3 separate regions of the Mus musculus genome follow, and regions 2 and 3 are each linked to region 1. The links are chromatin contacts, called in public promoter capture Hi-C maps. All regions are on one chromosome and are shown on one strand. Each heading gives the region's core, a stretch centred on a gene start, on an enhancer-like site or on the middle of the called end of the contact. The rest is flanking DNA. Distances are from core to core; before and after follow the strand shown. Region 1 holds the start of Kndc1 (kinase non-catalytic C-lobe domain (KIND) containing 1). Region 2 holds the start of Scgb1c1 (secretoglobin, family 1C, member 1). Region 3 holds the start of Dpysl4 (dihydropyrimidinase-like 4).

Region 1 (2,794 bases), core at 120-2,619:
GTGCTGCAGACCACACAGGCTTATGCTTCAGGAGGATTCTGGCTAACTTTCACTCATCTGCTGGCCAGACCAGCTGCAAAGGCTGGTGGAGGGTCTCTAGCACCAGGGTATTTCAGGGACTAAAGAATGGTGTATTCTTTACAGGGACTCCAGAGCCTGGTTTGGAGGAGCTCCTCAAAGGTCCTGTATTCTTGAGGGAGCTCAAGATACCCCCGGGAGCATTTTTTTGGGGGGGGCTGCTTGCCATGCTTTTTCAAAACATGGAGTTTGTGCATGACCATTGTTTGGGGGCTTAGGGAAGGGGTCCCTCGCTTCTCCAACCAAGAGGGGCTCTGTGTAGCTCCAGCCACTCTGTACTAGAGGCTCTCAGGGAACTTGGGGGAGGAAGGTTTTTCCAGAGAAGGAAGAACCCTCAATGATGGGAAGGGGTCTCACTGGCCATTCCTAAGCTCATCTGCTTCAACACCTGGCCAGCTGTGGAGGTCAGGTGTGTCCCTATTGTCCCTACCTGCCAGAATCTTCACCCTCCCCCCCCCAATTCTGTTCAAGGATTAAAACCAAGAGCCCATTCCTCCAGTAGCCAACTTTACAGGGACAGTCCCATTGCTGTCCCATATAGCATTCCAGCTGTTCTGTGGCGGGTGGGGCTGAGGACAGGATCCCCTAGCAGTTGCTACTATGAGGGGCCAGAATCTATGCAGCAGAAGAGCTGTGTTCCACCCACTTCTTTTCCCCACCCCTTTTCTGGAGCAGGTGGGCTTCTGGGACGGGCTCACCTCATCCTCCGGCAGGGTGGGGAGCGGCTCGAAGTCGTAGAAGTCCAAGTCCTTGCCATCTTCCTCGTAGAAGCCCCGGGAGGCTGGGTCCATGGCCTGCATCTTGGCGCTCAGCAGGGCCTGCGCGCAGGTTGCAACTCTGGCCCTGGACAGAGCTCCGGTCTGGGATCCCCTCCCCAGCAGGTTTTCTCTGGGTCAGATCCCCTCTCTGGCGGGTCCTTTCCCGGGCAGATCCCGGTCCAAGCTGGCTGCCGCCTCTGAGCCTGCCGGGCTGAGCTGGGCACCGCCAGCTACGCGCGCCCGGCCGCCATGGCAACGCGCCCGCTGCCTGCCGCAGTGTCGCCAAACGGTGGCGCGGGGACGCCTGGGGCGGGGCCGGGGGTGGCTCCCTGAGGGCCGTGGTCACTGGCGGGCCGGGGCCGAGTTTGGGCTCCGCAGATGTCTTCAACTACGTCAGCCTCCGGGGTGCACCCTGCGCCTGCCTGCGCTGTCTGTGACAGTTCGGGGCGGAGCCACTCCGCGCAGCGGCCATCCTAGGGGTCTGCACCTACCTAGACTGAGGGTACCAAGGCTGAGCCCACCTAGATCACACTGGTCCTCAGGACTTTCGCAGTTCCCGCCCCACCCAACCCAGGGGCGGGGTTGCTGCAGTCACCTCCAGTGGCAGCCACGGACTGGGGCAGGTACTGGGTTCTTTAGCTCCTGGAGTCTTTTCCTTGGCTGGGTCCAGTGATGGGCAGAGAATCAGAGTTCATTCACCACAAGCACAGCAAAGGACTACATGGCTCTCCCAAACTTGGCAAAGGACAGACATAGAACCCCTTCCACAGGCTAGTGTTTTTGTTTCTGACAGTCTTTACAACCTTAGCTGGCAGAACTATGGACCACAGCTCCTGAAGCACACTGTAGGTCAGATCGGCTCCTGGCATTGCTGGCTCTATCCCTAGAGCCTAGACTGATCAGACATAATAGTAGACACTCTGCTATGCGCTCCTTGAGTGAAGGAGGGTGGGTTTGTAACTGGTCATGCAGAGTCCAAGGATACAACGCAGTTAGGGATGCTAATTCTCAACAGCCTGCCCTTAGGGCTTCCAATTATTAGCTATTCAAGAGCTTGCAGCCAGGGTAGGTGATGGAAGGTACTGGAAACTTGAGTTGGAGAACAGACATCTCACAGGTCTGCTCACTCCTCCAACACTGTTTTGGGTCAGAAGGGGGCAGATGTGACCAGCAGACACTGTTTGGACTCCCGGGCTTTAGCTGCAACCTGTCTCCGGGCTCTAGATAGATGGCTGAGCCCTGTGCCTCAGTCCGCTGCTTTGGGCCAAGCTGACTCCTTCCTTTGTTCAAGCTTTGATGCTTCTCAGCCACCTTTTCCTCCATGTGCTGCCCTGGTCTGTGCTCTCCTAACCTGTTCTCCACCCAGCCTATACACTTCCAGCCTGTCCTCTCCCTGGTCTGTGCTCCCCAGCCTGTCCTCCCCCTGGTCTGTGCTCCCCAGTCTGTCTTCCCCTGGTCTGTGCTCCCCAACCTGTTCTCTACCCAGCCTGTACACTTCCAGCCTATCCTCTCCTTGTTGTGTGCTCCCCAGCCTGTCCTCCACCCACCCTGTGCTCCCCAGCCTGTCCTCCACTCAGCCTGTACACTCCCAGGCTGTCCTCTGCCCAGCTTGTGCTCCCCAGCCTGTCCTCCACCCAGCCTGTACACTTCCAGCCTGTCTTCCACCCAGCCTGTCCTCCACCCAGCCTGTGCTCCCCAGCCTGTTCTTCAATCCACTCCCTCCAGCCCGTGCTCCCTTAGTTTATCCTCCTCTGTAGGCTGTGATGCCCTCAGCTTGTGCTCCTCCAGCCACGCTCTTATCCCAGTCTGTGCTCCCTACAAAAGGTGCTCCCAAGTCTGTGCTCCTCTGTAGCCTATGTTGTCCTGAGCCTGTTCCCCTGAGCCTGTTCCCCTGAGCCTGTGCTCTCCAAATCTGTGCTGCCCAGGCTTATGCTTCCCAGCCTGTGCTCTCTCCACAG
Region 2 (2,794 bases), core at 176-2,675, 950 kb before region 1:
AAGCCCTGCCAGCCTGCCTTTCTGTGTTAGGCTCCTTTTATCCCCATCCTTCCTAGATAGCTCCCTGTGTTCACGTGGTTTCCCGAGGCCGACCTCACACATTGCTTCCGGAAAGTGACCTTGCATTATGAGTTTGCATCTTTTGGTTTATCTCTCAGGGTGCCTCTGATAGGACTTTTTGTGTGTCCCTGTGTTGCAGGGAGAGAGAGAAGCCAGCACATGGGCTGCAGTAGGCTTTATTGATTTAACAGTTCGAGGGTGAATTTATTCGTGAAGAAGCAGTGATCGCGGCACATCCATGGTCGCTGTAGGGCTGGTCCTGTCGCTCATGGAAGTCAAGCCGTGTTTCGGGTCTGCTTATGTGTCCTCTTGAGCATCTAGCACTTGCACCTGAAAGAGAGATGTGTGGGGACCAGGAGACCTGGTAACCAACAACCGGATCCCCCAGTCCCAGCGGCAGACAGTGCTGTGCACACCAGTGGAGGAGACAGACTCCTGAGCATGGTGACCCACCTCTCCTAGCACCCTGGGGAGGGGCTGTGTGCACATGTACTGCCTAGGTGGGATGTAGTTCTTTTGGGGTGGGGGAAGCAGTTCTAAGAGACTTTGGAAACTTCTCTGCGAGGTCTCCATCTCTGCTGGCTGATGGAGATCTGGGGATCGGGGAGGACTGGTGATCCAGCACCAGGAGGGTCTCGGAAGAACTGCAAACATTCGGGGATGGGAGTCCCAGCCCGATTACCAGCAGCTTGACCAGTTGCTCCTTATGCACAGGCTGTAGTTCATCGATGCAGGACTTGAGCTCGCTCAGCGCTGACTTGGCCATGTCATTGACATTGTACTTGCCCAGGGGCCCTTCGTAGAGTTCTTCCGGGGTCCCCACCAGGAGTGTTTGCAGGAATTCCATGAAAAACTCATTGTCATCCTCTGCTCTAGTCAGCCCTGTGTTGCAAAGGGGATACAATGCCGAGGGAGGGACTTGATCTCCTGTCCTTGTCTTTCTAGCACTCCCAGGTCAACCTGCAGATCCCTTCCCCATCACCACTAGTGGGAGCTGCTGTGGTTTCCCCCCTGACTTCCTGACCTCACCAGGGAAGAGAAGGGGGAGTTCTTCCCCTGGGCTAACTGGATCCAGAGGGTCAGGTCAAACCGGATTGCTCCAGGGTGGGCGGCATTGGCCTCGGTGGTTAGTTAGTGTTAGGTCAGGGTGGGTTGGGAGAGAACTGGTGTCAACAGATTTCCTGCACTTAGGGGGTGGGGTCTGTGACACTGGTAGGCATTGCCCACCTGATCCCAGGATTTCAGCCTCTTGGGGCCCCTTACCTACCGAAAGTGCTAGAAACAAGGCCCAGACTTACCACAGACGCAGAGCAGGCTTAGGGCCACCAGCAGAAGAGCGCTGCTCCCTTTCATGGTGACAGTCACAAGAACTGCTTGGGGGATACCAGGCTTTTATGCTGTAGAAGGTGGCACCTTGCCCGGGGGCGGGGCATACCTCTCAGGACCTGGCAGGACAACTGGGCCAGGCATGTCACTGTGCTCCATTAGGTGCCAAGAAGTGCCAAACTTGAGTGGATCATAAGGGGGCAGTTGGCAAACATGTCGGGGTAAGTGGAATACATCCTGGTCTGGGTAAACTTAGTGCTAGTTAACAGGGAGGAGTGCCAAAGGTCATGTGTGACCTCCCCGGTGCTCTGACAGCTTCTGGGATGCGTCTAGATCTTTGTGGTTGGGATCCCCCCCCCCCCCCTCCACCTGTGCTTAATGAGCTGCCTGTCCTAGTCCTCAGGCTGAGGCCACCCTACTGCTGCAGGTGGGAGAGGAGCCTGGGAACATGAGGTCAGAGGGGTGGGGGCCTCCCAGAGTGGAGGATGCTGAACCACCAGGAGGTCTGACGTTTGGAGGCAGTGTCCCGTGAGGTTGGGTGGCCTGAGAAGAGTTGCAGCTGCCTGTGGTCTCGCCTTCTCCTATCCTCTACTGCCACCTGGCGGCTTGATGGTTTTTCTTACACGGTGCTGGTTGCAGATCCGCCTGAGAATTTTGCAAAGCAGAATCCTCCTACCCCCTGTCAGAGTGGGTCTCATTATCCCATGTCTGAGCAGGGCATGATGGTGCCTTCATTACCCTACCCTTTCTTTGATTATACTTAGCCTTGCATATGCTCTGCCTGACATAGCCCCCAGATCCTTGCTCTAGCCCCTTTCAAGAACTGTTCCAGTGTTTGGGGTTCTTGCCTTCTTAGACTCCTGCCTATAATGAATATTCTCTAACCTTTGTTAGCATGAAACTAATCTATAGTGATGGGACCTGTTTCTGTGCATAAGTCTATGAATGTGGGACCGATTGTACAGTGCAGCGTCTGTCACCACAGTCAATAGGAGAGCAGATCAGCCTCTTAGTGCAGTGGCGCTCACCTCGGGTCATCTTTAACCTGTGGTTCTGGGGGCTACATAGATGGCTTAGTGAATCAGGGGGCTTGAGGCCAATCATGGCAACTTGAGTTTGATCTTCAGAGCTCACCTGATGGAAAAAGAGAACGGACTCTTGCAAGTAGCATCTCCAGGGGCTTGGCCTGGACACCTGTTTTGAGACCCCCCCTTTCATCCCCCCAAAATTCTGTCACAGAACTGACTGCTCCTTTAAAGACTCTCTGGCCCAGCTTCTGTCTCTTTACATTGTCTGCCACTGGGGTTCCATGTGGAACAAGTGGCCCCTTGGCCTCCCTTTGTGGGATCCAGTTGGCAGGTATTCCTCTTGCATTCCTTAGATGCTCAGCAGCACAGGCTGGCCAACA
Region 3 (2,794 bases), core at 171-2,670, 810 kb after region 1:
CAGAAAAATCTAGGATAACTCAGCCCTTAGGAGGAATCTCTGAGCCAGAAATCTTGAGTTCTGGGGGTCCTTATTTAGACTCCTATTTTCAGGCACCAGAATTTGCACTCTGGGGTTCCCCGGATTTGGGGGAGCAAGCAATACTGTGATATACACTATCTAGATGAATGGGAATTCCAGTGAGCCCTCTCTCTTTTCATGAACACTGCTTGACTAGGCAGGAGACTGCTACCTCCATCTCTACTCACTGCCAGCTAGCTGGTGGGACTTTTCCCTCAGGCCTGGACCCCTAGGAACAGTAGGCAGCCAAAAGGCAGGAACTACTTTTGGTTCCTCTAATAGGAGAAGAGGACTCCCCGTAGAAGGCTAGGGAGCTGACCTCTCCAACAGCCTGATTAGACTCCAGAGCTCTTATGATGAGAACAAGTCTAGAGCTTTTTAAAGACCTCCCGGAGCCCGCGACCTGGTCCAGCTGATCCCAGCTCCCTTTCCCTTCCCCCGAGGCTTCCAGCAGCCCCATTGGGAAGGCTTTGTTTCCTGGCCGGCAGGGTGGACACACTGACCTCTCACTTTCTGCGTGTCTGTATTGAGGAGGTCTGTTCTGAAAGGGGGCTCTGTAGGGATGTTGGTTTCAGTGGTCAGTTAGTACTCACCTCTCCGTGGAGTCTCCGAACCCGGCTTCGTGCAGGGGCTCGGGGCCTCCAGGGACATCAGATCTACTAGCCAGGGCTAAATCGCTTTGTCTCGGACAAAGCGCTAGAGACACGAAAGCGGCGCGCCCAGGGGGTAGACGGCCACGGGCTGCTCTGGGAGCAGCTTCGGACGTCCGAGTGCCTTGAGGCCCCGGGGCCAACAAAGGCTGTGTCCGCCGGGCGTCCTGGAGACAGAGCTCCAGGCAATGTCCACTTGAACCCCATCCGCCACACGCTAGACCCAGCAGGAGGCCGGCCACCTATGCTCCGGCTAGCAGGCCGCTCGCGTACCCGGCCTCTCCAAGCGGATCACCGGATTCCGGAGAGCTGGCGGGGCCGCGGGCCTGTGCGCCGACTGCGCAAAGGGTTCCGCGCGGCCTGGAGAGCTCTCTCCGCTGCTGGCGGCGCGCGAAGGAGAGGGCAGAAAAGGTGGCGCTGGGCTGGGGACTGGAGCAGGTGTGGGACTCACGGACAGGGCCGGGAGGGTCGTCCGTTGAGCGTGCAAGCCAAGCCACTCCCGCCGTGGGCAAGGGGCGCAGACGCAGCGAGGGCGGGGGCCCGACTCACCGTTATCCGGGGAATGCTCTTCTTGCCTTGGAAGGACATCCTGATACACGGGCGGGCTGAGTGTCCTCGGTAGGGGCTGCGCGGGCGTGGACGTACCGACGAGGACACGCGCGGAGCTTAGGAAGTCCGAGTGTGAGCTAGCCCGGCTCTGGGCTCCGATTAGCTTATTTGCATCCAGGCCCCGCCCACCGACCGTCATTTGCATCCGGGCCCCTCCCCCTTGCTCCCGTTTGTGCTGGTTTGCTTGGAAATCTTTCCCTTTTCCTTTTCTTTTCCTTCCCTCTCTCCCTCCCTTCCCCAAGAGCATCCTGGAGGCCACAGGCTGGGACCACTGCACCCCGGTCCACCTGTGCGGAGTAGAGAAGGATGACTTACGACCTGTCAGGACCATCACTTATGAAGTTTGCAATCAGGGAATGACAGGAGAAGAGTTACCTGGCCAGCCTGGCCGCACCTAGCCTTGTTCTGTGGTGGCCCGAGGCATCCTAGGCTCCAGGGTTCAAAACTAATTCTCACATCTAGGTGGAGGAGCCAAAATCTAGCCTAGCATCTCTAGCAGAATCCATACATATTCAAGGAATGGTTCCGGGTTGGAGCGCAATCCCCTAGCCTGGTGTGACCGCGGGACTAGGGAGTGGTGATGCCTAGGCCAAACTGTTCCTTGGCAGGTCACACCAGTCTAAGGTAGGAGGTGGGTAGTCATTGAAGTGGCAGAGAGAAACAACCAAGACAAAGATGAAAGGGCTGGACTGGACACTGCCAGGGAAGACCGAAGAGGAGACTCTGTAGAGAAATCCAGGTGGGACCAGGACCGATAGCTAGCCAAGCTTCCTGCCCCAAACCTGAGTCCTACTTCCTTTACCTGCTGAGGCCTGCAGACTGGGGCCACATTGGGCAGGCCCCAGGGACAGGTTGCGTTGGCTGGATCATCTCTGCCTGGCTCTTTGGGGGCCCTGTGGTTCCTGGTGTAGCTCACCAACCTGAGGACTTCTTCAGGCTGTCGGGTGGTGCATCCATCGATAGCTCTTATTTTCCAAGACATCCTCCGCACAGCAGAAGAAAACACCAAGCTTAAGCCCAGCCAGAGGCTTCACAGACATGCAGGGTAGGGCCGGCTATCACAGTGGGAGTAGGATATTTGCAGCCAGGTGACCCCAACCCCTAGCATGAGGCCTGCATGTGGAATGGGGCAGTGCTGCAACCTCTTGGGCCCCCTCGGAGCCCACATAAGCCTTTCTGTACTGATGCTGTCCATAAACAGAGGGTGCTGAAAGCGTTGGGCCAGGCCAGAGGCACCAACTGTCCTGAAGAACCCTGGCGACTTGCCCTCAGGACACAACTTCCACCCCACTCCCAGAAGGCAGGGCAAGAGCTGTGAAGCTGGTGTCTACTCCAAGTGCTGTGGCAGCATCCATGCTGGACCATGATGCATCCATGCTGGACCATGATGCATCCATGCTGGACCATGATGCATCCATGCTGGACCATGATGCATCCATGCTGGACCATGATGTAAGAAGAGGGTCTAAGGACCA

The links. Promoter capture Hi-C pulls out the DNA fragments that hold promoters and counts their contacts.
Region 2: a contact with region 1 is called in a promoter capture Hi-C map of embryonic stem cells, with 3 times the contacts expected there. The contact joins the promoter of Scgb1c1 here to the promoter of Kndc1 in region 1. A contact is called at or near these places in 5 of 39 promoter capture datasets (cranial neural crest, embryonic stem cells and maxillary cranial neural crest), 2 of 115 datasets of contacts at active chromatin or transcription factors (embryonic forebrain and embryonic stem cells) and 1 of 9 other capture datasets (liver).
Region 3: a contact with region 1 is called in a promoter capture Hi-C map of liver, with 4 times the contacts expected there. The contact joins the promoter of Dpysl4 here to the promoter of Kndc1 in region 1. A contact is called at or near these places in 5 of 39 promoter capture datasets (the 3T3-L1 cell line, the HPC-7 cell line, embryonic stem cells and 2 more), 2 of 484 Hi-C or Micro-C datasets (brain and embryonic stem cells) and 2 of 115 datasets of contacts at active chromatin or transcription factors (embryonic stem cells and stem cell-derived neural progenitor cells).

The regions. Positions count from the first base shown.
Region 1 is chr7:139,893,271-139,896,064 of GRCm38.p6, reverse strand. It overlaps Kndc1 (kinase non-catalytic C-lobe domain (KIND) containing 1), which reads right to left and starts at 1,369. Exons shown (of 31, transcript NM_177261.4): 1 at 777-1,369. The coding sequence starts at 878.
Region 2 is chr7:140,844,196-140,846,989 of GRCm38.p6, reverse strand. It overlaps Scgb1c1 (secretoglobin, family 1C, member 1), which reads right to left and starts at 1,425. Exons shown (of 3, transcript NM_001099742.1): 1 at 1,359-1,425; 2 at 743-942; 3 at 221-390. The coding sequence starts at 1,413. The coding sequence ends at 358. It overlaps C330022C24Rik (RIKEN cDNA C330022C24 gene), which reads left to right and starts at 1,301. Exons shown (of 4, transcript NR_045717.1): 1 at 1,301-1,607.
Region 3 is chr7:139,084,627-139,087,420 of GRCm38.p6, reverse strand. It overlaps Dpysl4 (dihydropyrimidinase-like 4), which reads right to left and starts at 1,420. Exons shown (of 14, transcript NM_011993.4): 1 at 1,260-1,420. The coding sequence starts at 1,298.